3 separate regions of the Sus scrofa genome follow, and regions 2 and 3 are each linked to region 1. A link is a contact called in public Hi-C data. All regions are on one chromosome and are shown on one strand. Each heading gives the region's core, a stretch centred on a gene start, on an enhancer-like site or on the middle of the called end of the contact. The rest is flanking DNA. Distances are from core to core; before and after follow the strand shown.

Region 1 (3,410 bases), core at 783-3,282:
AGTGAAGGATGGACTTCCCGGCGGAGGGTCCAGCACAAGCAAACACGTGGAAGCAGAAAGACGCAGAAAATACTTTAGGAGCCGTGCAGAGGGACATTTCCACTTAGCTTTCCATTCTAGCACCCAGAGTATCTGTTTTCATCTAGGAGTGTAATAATGACCACAGATTAAAGTCAAACTCTCTGGGTTAGTACTGAAAGTCTATCTTCTTGCTGCAAACAAGAAATCCTATTTCCTACAGATGTCAGTTAACTCTGACACTGACAGAGCATTGATCCAACATTGACAGAGAATGCCTGGAGTTTCTTTGACCCCAGCGTCACCCTGGGTGTCCCGGGGTTCAGACAAGGTGTTTCTGGTGCTGGAGTCAGGTTAATACTGCTGCACCCTCCTCCTTCAGCTCCCAGTCACATAGGTGCTTCAGTCCCAGACCTTTTAGGTTTCACTCCCTGAGCATTCCTCAGGGCCCCTAAAGTCTTGAAAGAGAAGAGATCAGCTTGTGGAACAAGGAAGGAATGAAACCACCCCCTAGTCCAAGTCCTCCATGCCCGCTACCCTTGCAGAGGGTGGGGGTGGGGTCAGGGGGACATCGAAGGGGAGCCAAATCAAAGTCCTTGGATCGCCTGGCATGCACCACTCAGTGCAGAAATTCTCTAGTGCCCCCTGGTGGTCATTGGCACCACTGCGCTCTCTCAGGGATTGCTCCCTATGGCCCAATTGAGACATCCATCACACTGGAAGGAAACACGCGCCCTTACCCAAAGTCCCACATCAAGGAAAGGCCAGAGCTGGAACTGACCCAGAGCTCCTGGCCACCAGTCCTTTCCGCAGAATCGCTTTCTATCTCTGAGTCCTCCATAGTGGCTAACTGACCTGGCAGGCAATGTCATAACACGTATTACTTATGATACAAGTACTATATTAGTATGTTACTCTATCAGATATGCCCCACTCTTCTGTGTGCCATGATACGGGATTATATATTATATAGTAATCAATATATATGATATATTGATCAGGTCAATATATAAAATGTGAAGTTGAAACCCTGTTATTATGAAATGGAATCACAGAAACACTCCTGTCGCCCCCACCCACCCTTATTTCACATTTCAAGGGCCAGCCCTTTATATCCCCCACCCCCACCCCCTTCCGCTGTTCCTGGGAAGTGAGCTTTCTCCATAAACTCCAGCCCATCACCTCATTCGCAGGAATGTCAAGAGGTGCAAAGAGATAAAGTCTCTTGGGATACAAATGTTACTTCAAGTAGGGGAGGTGACAAGAGAAGAGAGGAATCTACAAAATGCCCTTGGCAGCATTCTCTGCTGGAGCATAGGAAATGACAGCAGGGAGCAGGCTAGGAGTGTGTGAGGGAGAACTGCTCACCTTAATGGCTTCCATGGTTGAGGCAGATTGTTCTGACGGCAGAGGGCTGGAAGGGGTCTCAGATCAATGGCAGACAAGAAGGGGAGGGCTCAGGACTGGCAGGTGGCTGTACTGACTGGCCTCCCGGACACCCCAGAATAACTCTCAGCTCAGTTTTTATGCACTGTACCTGATGTGTTGATCCTGAAAGAGACAAAGGCACCAGTTCTGCTGCCCCCCCTAGACAGCTGACTTTTCACCCTGGAGTAAAGATGTGGTTGGTGGAATGGGCCCCATCAAAGGTGCTGGGGCCCAAGTTGGAGCTGGTTTGGGGAGGAAAAGAGGGGAGGAGACATCACAGGGGTGGGGAGGGGTGCTGAGTGGCAGCTGAAGGGACTCAGATAGTCCTGCTTAGGAGCCAGAGGTCCGTCTAGATGCCTGATGTTAGCTCAGCCCCGCTTCTCAGAGGATCCCAAAGACTAGCTTTGCCAGCTTGTCGGAAGGCAGAGTGATGCCTGGACCCAAGACTTAGGAGGAAGGCAAAGAGGGCCCTCCTTGTGAATTCGGGAAAAGGGAAAGAAGTGAAGCCCCAGCTCCACTCCACACCCCCTTCCTGCCTATAAATAACCCCAAGTGTCACTTCAAAGGGGACGGGAGCGCGGGAGAGGGGCTCCCAGGCCTGGTGGGTTGGGGCAGCTAGCCCTGCACACCACGCCCCCCACCCCGGGCGAGTTTGCATAAATAAACAAACCCAAGCCGTCTGCCCCGCAGGAGGTGGAGGAGAAGAGGGGAGGAGGAGAAGAGAGGGGGGCGGGAGAGATTAGTTTGGGAAGTAGCACGGATTGCTCATCCGATCCGTGCAGCCGCAGCTAGTGTGTCAAGTTACAGAGGCGCCGGAATCGGCCCCAGCGCTGCTCCGCCGCGGCCACGACCCACCTCTGCCCATGGGGCCCTCCGTGTGCGCCCCTTCGCCCCGGGACTGAAACTGGCTCGCCCGGGAGACCGGAGACATCTAGGACAGACAGCGCAGAATCAACTCCAGGACTCTGCAGATACTTGAAGGGAAAGACGGGGCGGAAAGGAAAACCGGCCAGATTCCCCTAACTTTCCTGGACTTGGAACGTTCTGCGAAGTAACTTTTTTTTTTCTCACCTGGGTGTACCCCGATTACTGCTGGTTGTAATTTTTTTTTTTTTCGGCTTTCCCCCTCCAGCTGCCTTTTTTTTTTTTTTTTCCTCCATCCTCTTTGCTGGGAGCAAAGGAAAGGGACATATTCCACCGACACAAACCCTTTCCCGCTGTCCCGCAGCTTGGATCGCGCCTGTGGGCAGTGGCTCTCGCCTTTATTTATTCTATTTATTTATTTATTGGTTCTCAAGACGCGAGGGGATGGTAGCGGAGCGCTCCCGCAAAGCGACAGACTCCGGTGCCCGCGGCCCCGGGGAGCTGGGCGCGCCCGGGACGGTGGCGCTGGCGGTGGCGCCGGTAGAGCGCTGCGCGCGGCTGCCGAGCCCGGGGTCCTGCGGGCTGCTGGCGCTGGCCCTCTGCTCGCTGGCGCTCAGCCTGCTCGCCCACTTTCGGACGGCCGAGCTGCAGGCCCGGGTGCTGCGCCTGGAAGCAGAGCGTGGGGAGCAGCAAATGGAGCCGGCTATTTTGGGACGAGTCAACCAACTGCTGGATGAGGTCTGTGCTCTTTGTTGCTGCCTTTTATCCCTCCCCACGGCGCCCCCTCGCGCAGCCTCTACACTTTGGACCAGCCGGTGCCCGTGTGCTCTTGCTCTCCCCGCCGCGCGGTGCGCCCTGGCCTCGCACCAGTTGTCTCGGGGCGGGTGGGGGTAGGGACGGACGCTGCCCTGCCAGAGGCCAGGAGGACCCGGACGGCTTGCGCTGGACCCCTCGGCTCCCGCCTCCGGGAGGCGCCCCCCGCCTTCCACCCTAGGAACGCCCTGAGCGCGCGGGGCAGGTGGAGGAAGGCAAGACGCGGGAAGCGCGTAGAGGCGGCCAGGCTCCACTTCTCCCTCTGGCACTCCGCCACCGTGGTGTGA
Region 2 (3,574 bases), core at 479-2,978, 74 kb before region 1:
TTCGAATTTTTGCCCATTTAAAAAGTTGGGTTGTTTGTTGTCTTCTTACTGAGTTATAAGAGTTCTTTATACAGTCTTGATACAAGGCCTTTGTGGGATAAATGTATTACAAGTAGTTTTCCCAGTGTGTGACTTACCCTTTCATTTTCATAACCATGTCTTTTGAAAAGTGAATATTTAAGATTTTGATGAAGCACAATTTATTTATTTTCTTTTATAGTTTGTGCTTTTTGTGCCTGATTTATGAAATCTTTAATAAACCCAAAGTCACTGAGATTTTTTTCCTATGTTTTCTTCTAGAAGTTTAGTAAGTCTAGCTCTTACATTTAGGTTTATGATCCTTTGAGTATATTTTTTTATGTATTGTGCAAGCTATGAATCCACTTTAAAAAGAAATATGGGTTTCTAATTGCTACAGGATTATGTGTTGAAAAGATTAAACTTTACCCATTGACTGGCACCTCTGTGAAAAGTCAACCACATTTATGTGACTCTACTTTTAGACCATTATTTTCATTAATCCTTATACCACTACCATACTATCTTGATTACTCTTGCTTTATAATACATCATAAAACCAGAGTAAGTCTTTCCATTTTTTTTTTTCAAAGTTATTTGGCTGTTCTATGTCCTTTGTATTTTCATAAAATTTTTAAATCAGTTTGTCAGTTTTTCCCAAAAAGCTTGCTAGGATTTTGATTAGGATCCCATTGATCTATAGGTCAGTTTAGCAGAAAATTGACATCTTTATAATATTGACTCTTCCAATCTGTGAACATGGTATATCTCTCTATTTAGTTCTTTTGGTTAATTTTCTTAGCAATGCTTTGTAGCTTTCATTGTGCAGGCCTTTTGGCAAATTTATCCATAAGTATTTTATACTTTTTCATGCCATTATAAATGACAGTGTTTTCAATTTCAACTTTTGATTACTTATTGCCAGTATATAGAAGTACAGTTTTTTGTGGTTTTTTTTGTAGATTGATCTTGAATTCTACAACCTTCCAACTCACTTATTACTTCTAGTAGCTTTTTTGTAGATTCTACAGGGTTTTCCATGTAAATGATCATTTTATGTACAAATAAAGATAGTTTTTCTCCTTCTTTTCCAACCCAGATGCTTTTAATTTATTTTTCTTGCTTAATTGCACTGGCTTCAACCCCAGTGTGATGTTAAACAGGAATGGTAAGAGTGGGTTTCCTTGCCTTCTTTCAAGTCATACATAGCATGGAAGTATTCAGTCTTTCACTCATCCTTGACTCTTATTTGCCCTGGTAAGTTCTGGACCAGGTCAAAGGGGTGGCACTTTAGGACCAGTTGGAGGACCCTGGAGTTAACCTTGGGCAGTGTGCTCTTCTCTCCCCTGTTTTGGTCCAACCTGCTGGAGACTGCAAGTGCCTTGAGGGCAGATATAGTATGTTTGATTCTGGATCTTCATGCTGTTCCTGGCATGGCTGGTCAACTTGACAAATTGTTACTGCCAACCAGGTCACTGAATCTTGCAAAAAGGCCTTCTCTGCCCCATCCCCCTTTGCTTTCTTCCTAACCCAAAGGCAGTCATGCTTCCCTTTTTCTCTCCTCTTCCCCTCCAGAAACCTGAAGGAAGGAGGCTTGAAAGCAAGGCTCAGGTTTCATCAGCATCAAGTTACTTCCCTGCAGTGTCCTCATTCAAAAATAAACCTGCTGTGTGGGGGGTGCTGCTGTGACAGGGCTGTGACAGAGACAGGAGGGAGCTGTTAGCATAGCCCTGCTTCCAGGCTGTATTTTTAGGGCTGGCATTTGGGCTTGGCCTGGGGACAAGAGGCTGGAAAATGCAAAGCATTTCCTCTTCCTGTCAGCTGAGACACTGTGTGTGTGTGTGTGTGTGTGTGAGAGAGAGAGAGAGAGAGAGAGAGAGAGAGAGAGAGAGAGAGAGAGAGAGAGAGCGTGTGTACGAGGCCCCTGCCACCTTCCCACTTAGCACCTCGGAATAGCAGACAAAATACATTTCCTCCACGAGCCTGCTCCCTGCTCTGCTCTTGGCCCCTCTGATCACTGGCCCTTCCAGTCTTGTCTCATCTTGGGACTCTCACAAGATCCTTGGGGGGATGTTTTAGGAGGACTCAATGATGACATAACAGGTTCATTTGTTCACTTATGTATTCATTACTAGCTGTGTGCCATGTGTGAGTTATTTAACTGCTCTATACCCCAGAGGTGGGTAATGATAGAACCACTTCATAAGGGCGTTGAGAAGTTTCAATGATTTGATTATCTGTAAAATGCTTAAAGCATCTTCCGGCAGGTGGTAAGGGCTTGGTTAAGGGTAGCTGTTATTGGACTCCTGGTGTGGGGGGGCAGGGGCTACAGGGGTGAACTAGACAGATAAGGGCTCTGACCTTTTGTAGATTATTCAGTTAGAGACTGGATTCCTGCCCTAGAGAATTTGCAATTCTCAACCTTAGCTTTAGACCAGGGCCCTACTTTCTCTTCATGGAGTAAAAGGTCTCCTTTACCCACCACAAGGTGATGAAATATTTAATCAGAGATGCAGTGATATTGATGTTATTGGCACTTTGTGGAATTTTGGCTGGCTTTGTTCCTTCTTTGTTTTGTTAAGTAATTTCACTTTTCATGGTCTCATTTTCCTTATTTGTAAAATGAAAGGGAGAACAGTTAAAGGGATGATCACCCAGGTCTCTTCCAGTCCTATTTTCCACAAACCGAATTATCTCTTTCTGTCTCCTTTGCTATCATCTTCCTCTCTCCCATTCAGCTATTAGGACTGAATTTCCCAAGACTCCCCGGTGGATGGCACGCCCTGGAGTTGTGCAGTGCACGACTTGGTCAGCTGTATAACCTAACCTGCTTGTGATCCACCTAAGCTCCTAGTGTCCCATCTCCTGAGTTTATGCAAAGCAGGAAAAAAAAGTGAACATCGAACAGGAATGACCAACAGAATAATACTTATCGGACACCCCCCCCATTTATTATTCCATAAGTTTGGAAGGTTGTCCTACTGTTGGTTTCTTTTGCCTGAGACTTAATTCAACAAGGACTTGTTGACATTCCCAGACATTCATTTAACAAATATTTATTAAACACTTACAGTGGGCTAGGCACCATGGTACATGCCGGGATGCAGCTGTGGCCGAGTCCTCGCTCTCATGGAGTGAGAGGGGACAGATAAGAAACAGGCAGACGACAGGGAAAGACAATGTCCTGGAGGGTTAGGTGCAGTGTAGACAATCACAGAGGCTCCTGGGCATGGGGAGGTGAGGAGGCTGCTATAGACTGTGATGAGGGAAGGCTTCTCTAGGGCAGTGACAATGGAGTTGAGTGACAAGGAGCCAGCCGCATGGACATGGGTGTCCTCACATGGGCCGGGTAGGGAGGGGTTGAGCCACCTCCCATTGGTGGCCTCCCATCCTCACTCCTGCCCTTACCCTAGACCTTCACTCTACGTCCCTTCCCCTAAGAGAAAAATCCCCACCTGGAGAATCGCCAGCCTCCAGGTGAGGGCTTGTAAATCTCCATTCAGACCGAAGCTGGCAGAAGGAGTCCCTCAGGTCTTTCTATGAGTCTTTCCAAGAG
Region 3 (3,562 bases), core at 195-2,694, 100 kb before region 1:
TACAACCCTCCGCAGCTTGGCTGATGTTCTCTTTTTCTGATCTGCCTGCACCCTTGCTGTCTGCTGCTCCCCGGCAGAGCCAGATGATCTCCCTAAGTGTCAACCCCACTGCTCCTTCTCCCCAAATTTCCAAGGCTCTAAATCTTACCTGTCCTTCAAGGCTCAGCTAAAATGTCACCTCCTTCATAAAACCTCCCTCTCCTTTCAGTTGGAAGCAAGGTTCCCCTTCTCTGACCCAGAGGACATTATCTGTTTCTCTCTGGTCACTTATCACATCCCCAACTTGCATTAGAATAATTTATGGACAAGCCCTATCTTCCCTTTGGGCTGGGCCGCTTTCATCTCCCCGTGACCATGTGGCTTGGTCATTAAACATGAGTGCTCTGGAGACAGCGGCGCAGCTTCAAAGCCTGGCTTGCTGCTTTTTACCCACATGAACTTGGCACCTGGTGTTGCTTCTCTGCACCTTGGGCTTCTCATCTTTAAAATGGAGGGGGTGTAACCATAGCACCTGTCTCACGGGGGGGCTTGGAGGATTACATGCGTTAGTACCTAGAGAAGACACTTAGAAGGGGGTCTGCACATAGTAAGTGCTCCATAAATGCCAGATCTCTTCTTCATCTCATTGTTCCTCTAAATAGCATATGGATAATTCATTCCATGTGTTGCCAGAGATAATGCGAGGGTAAATGGAATGATAGAATAATGCCTTGAAAACAAAACCTTTCCCATCAGCATGATTTTCCTAGATTGGTCCTGTTGAAGAATATGACCATTTCCCAAGCTAGAATCATATTCAGAGTCAAAGTTTTGCCCTCTCGTTAAAACAATGGGTAAACAGATGCCCGGAGACCATTTTATCAGTGGCTCTTTGCTTGGTAAAGCCTTACGTGGCCCATGAAGAAATGACCATAATTATGGGCACAAATTGGAGAACAAAAAGCAAAGCTTGCCCAAAGCCACCCAGTGAGTGCGGGGAGCTGGGGCTTGAACTCAAGTCTCATTGCAGCTGTGTTTCTTCTATACTTGCCAAGTTTCTGAATAATTAGTTTCCAAACTTCCAAGCCCCAGGAGAAGGTGACTTCTGTGGGACTCGTTAGCCTGGAGAGGGGACCCTGAGTGGAAAAGGGCTAGGGACCTATGGATTTGAGGGTTCTCTGGGACTCATCTGACCTTCTTATCATTTGGGGTGGGATTCAGAGGTCTGGAAACTCTGCCTTGGGTTTGCCTTCTGGAACTTCACATCCAGCTGGGGGCGGGTGGGGCAGTTTACCCTGAGTAGGTCTCAAAACACCAGGAGAGTCCTTAGGTCTGAGCGAGAGACATGAGCATTTTAGTGGGAAAAGATGGATGAGAAACAGGCCGGTCGGTGCTGGCCAGTCTGAAAACCGAAAATAGATCTGATGTGAGCACATTTGGGCAACTATTGACCTTGTCACGGAGCCCAAAGCCCTTGGCTGGGTGGGAGGGGATTAGCAAGAACTTTTGGCAAGACTGCTCCTCTGCCCCGCCCGCCCCCTCCCCCAGGAATGCTGGTCATTCCTGCCCTGGAGGAGGGAGCTGGGGGTAGGGGTGGGGAAGAGCTTGAGAGGCCAGTGGTTGGTGCGGGGTCGGGGGGGGGGGGGGGGGGGGGGGAGGGGAAGGTGGGGGTTACTGCTCTGGAGCCCATCTGGCCACCAGTACTGATGCCTCACGAGCCAGTCATGGTGGGTGACAGCCTCATTCCCTGCTGAAGTGGGGCTTGGATGCAGGGGCAACACTGGGGGTGAGTGTGCTCTGGTGGGCTGTGTGGGTGTTGGAGCCAGGTTGGTACTCTCACCCAGCCTTCTGTGAGATCTCTGGAAAGTCTCCTAAACCCAGCAAGGATCATTTTTCTCGTCTTTTTTTTTTCAGGGCCTCACCTGCGGCATATGGAATTTCCCAGGCTAGGGATTGAATCGGAGCTGCAGCTGCTGGCCTACACCACAGCCCAGCCACTCCGGATCCTTTAACACATTGAGTGAGGTCAGTGATTGAACCCACATCCTCATGGATACTAGTTGGGTTCTTAACCCACTGAGCCACAACAGGAACTCCCAGTTTCCTCATCTTTAAGATGGGCCATTAATACCTCCTCCTGCTTCTTCAGTGTTACTGGGGGAAGGTGAAAAGGCTGGAGATAGGGGTGCTAGCATGGGAGGAGGGGTCTGAGTCACCTGAGAGAGATGAATTCAAACCCTAATTCTACTACTTAGCACTGTGTGTCCTTGAGAAACAGGACACTGAGTCTCCCTGTCTTCATCTTTACAAAGGGCTCATCGTGAGGACCAAACAGTGATACAGGTAAAAGCTCAGCACAGCACTGGTTCATGTTGTTTTTAGCAAAGCGCAATGCCAGGTACAAAGTAAAAGCTCAACAAATGTTAACTGAATGGACAATGTGTGGAAAGTTCCTGGAAATTTCAAAGGCCACATAGACGTAAGGAAGAAAGGACCATTTCCATCATACCCAGGCAGCAAAGCACTTCAGATAACATATGGGGTTTCTTCACCTAGGGGACCTTCTCTCTGCCTTCTTAGCCTCTCAGGTTAGGGCCCAGCTTGGACTGTACAGCCCGTACAACTGACCTCTCCCCAGGAGGGGAAGGGCCCAGCTGGGAAATGGGTTTCTAGATAGGAATTAACCTATGATCCAACCTAAGATCTCTGCCCTGAATGTTCAATGGTCAGGCCACTAGGGTCCCTTGGGATTCTCTCACCATGCTCCAGTTAGAGGTTGGAGCAGTGGAGGGCCTTTTCAAGGGTGGAGGGTTTTCTGGGACCAGACAGATAGAAGTCAAGAGGAGGGTCCCTTGGGCTAAGATGGGCCAGTTGTCTCTTGCACTTGCCAAGGCCTGGCTGCCAGGCTGGGGAGGCTGGCACATTAGTGTCTCCCAGTCCTACCCCCCCCACCCCCCGGAATCAATATTTCAACTTCTAAACACCAAGGAGAGAATTCATTATCTTTCTTGAGTTCCCATCATGGTGCAGCAGAAATGAATCCCACTAGAATTCATGAGGTTGAGGGTTTGATCCCTGGCCTTGCTCGGTGGGTTAAGGATCCCATAATGCTGCAAACTGCAGCATAGGTTGCAGATGCGGCTTAGATCTGATGTGGCTGTGGCTGTGGTGTAGGTTGCAGCTGCAGCTCTAATTTGACTCCTAGCCTAGGAACTTCCATATGCTGTGGGTGCAGAAAAAGAAAAAAAATTTTTTTTAATTAAAAAAAAAAAGAAAAAGAAAAAGAAGCAGACGCCAGAATGTTAGAAGGCTCCGGGAGGGGTGGGTAATGGACCAGTGCAGTGGGCACCTCTTGCCCCTTTTCCTTTTTCCAGGTGAAAGGCTGGCTCTGGGTGAGACTTGGGTGTGAGATGGGGTAGGGCTGTGGCCAGCTCAGCAGGCTCCCTGCACTATTTCCTGCCATTTGCTCTGGTTCTGAAGCACCCCCATCACCTGGCCTGTTCAGGTTAATAGAATCCCGAGAGCTCAGTCGAATACTCAAGCACTTTAGCTTTTAAAATAACTGTCAGTAAAATTGGCTAAG

What was found. Hi-C and Micro-C count contacts between places; a contact is called where the count stands out from the background.
Region 2: a contact with region 1 is called in a Hi-C map of skeletal muscle, with 4 times the contacts expected there. The contact joins the enhancer-like site here to the promoter of COL13A1 in region 1. A contact is called at or near these places in 4 of 47 Hi-C or Micro-C datasets (embryonic fibroblasts, fetal heart ventricle, fetal skeletal muscle and 1 more) and 1 of 2 datasets of contacts at active chromatin or transcription factors (skeletal muscle).
Region 3: a Hi-C map of skeletal muscle shows a contact between it and region 1, with 3 times the contacts expected there. The contact joins the enhancer-like site here to the promoter of COL13A1 in region 1. A contact is called at or near these places in 6 of 47 Hi-C or Micro-C datasets (embryonic fibroblasts, psoas muscle and skeletal muscle) and 1 of 2 datasets of contacts at active chromatin or transcription factors (skeletal muscle).

What each region holds. Positions count from the first base shown.
Region 1 is chr14:72,784,748-72,788,157 of Sscrofa11.1, forward strand. It overlaps COL13A1 (collagen alpha-1(XIII) chain), which reads left to right and starts at 2,033. Exons shown (of 40, transcript XM_013990416.2): 1 at 2,033-3,048. The coding sequence starts at 2,755.
Region 2 is chr14:72,711,308-72,714,881 of Sscrofa11.1, forward strand. No RefSeq gene overlaps it. Among named protein-coding and RNA genes, the nearest start is that of COL13A1, 74 kb to the right of the region's middle. Within about 2 kb of position 1,729, at least 9 of the 83 cell types and tissues checked have an H3K27ac peak or open chromatin away from gene starts, as enhancers often do. A contact at or near this core is called in skeletal muscle, where this site is marked.
Region 3 is chr14:72,680,882-72,684,443 of Sscrofa11.1, forward strand. No RefSeq gene overlaps it. Among named protein-coding and RNA genes, the nearest start is that of NEUROG3, 76 kb to the left of the region's middle. Within about 2 kb of position 1,445, at least 9 of the 83 cell types and tissues checked have an H3K27ac peak or open chromatin away from gene starts, as enhancers often do. A contact at or near this core is called in skeletal muscle, where this site is marked.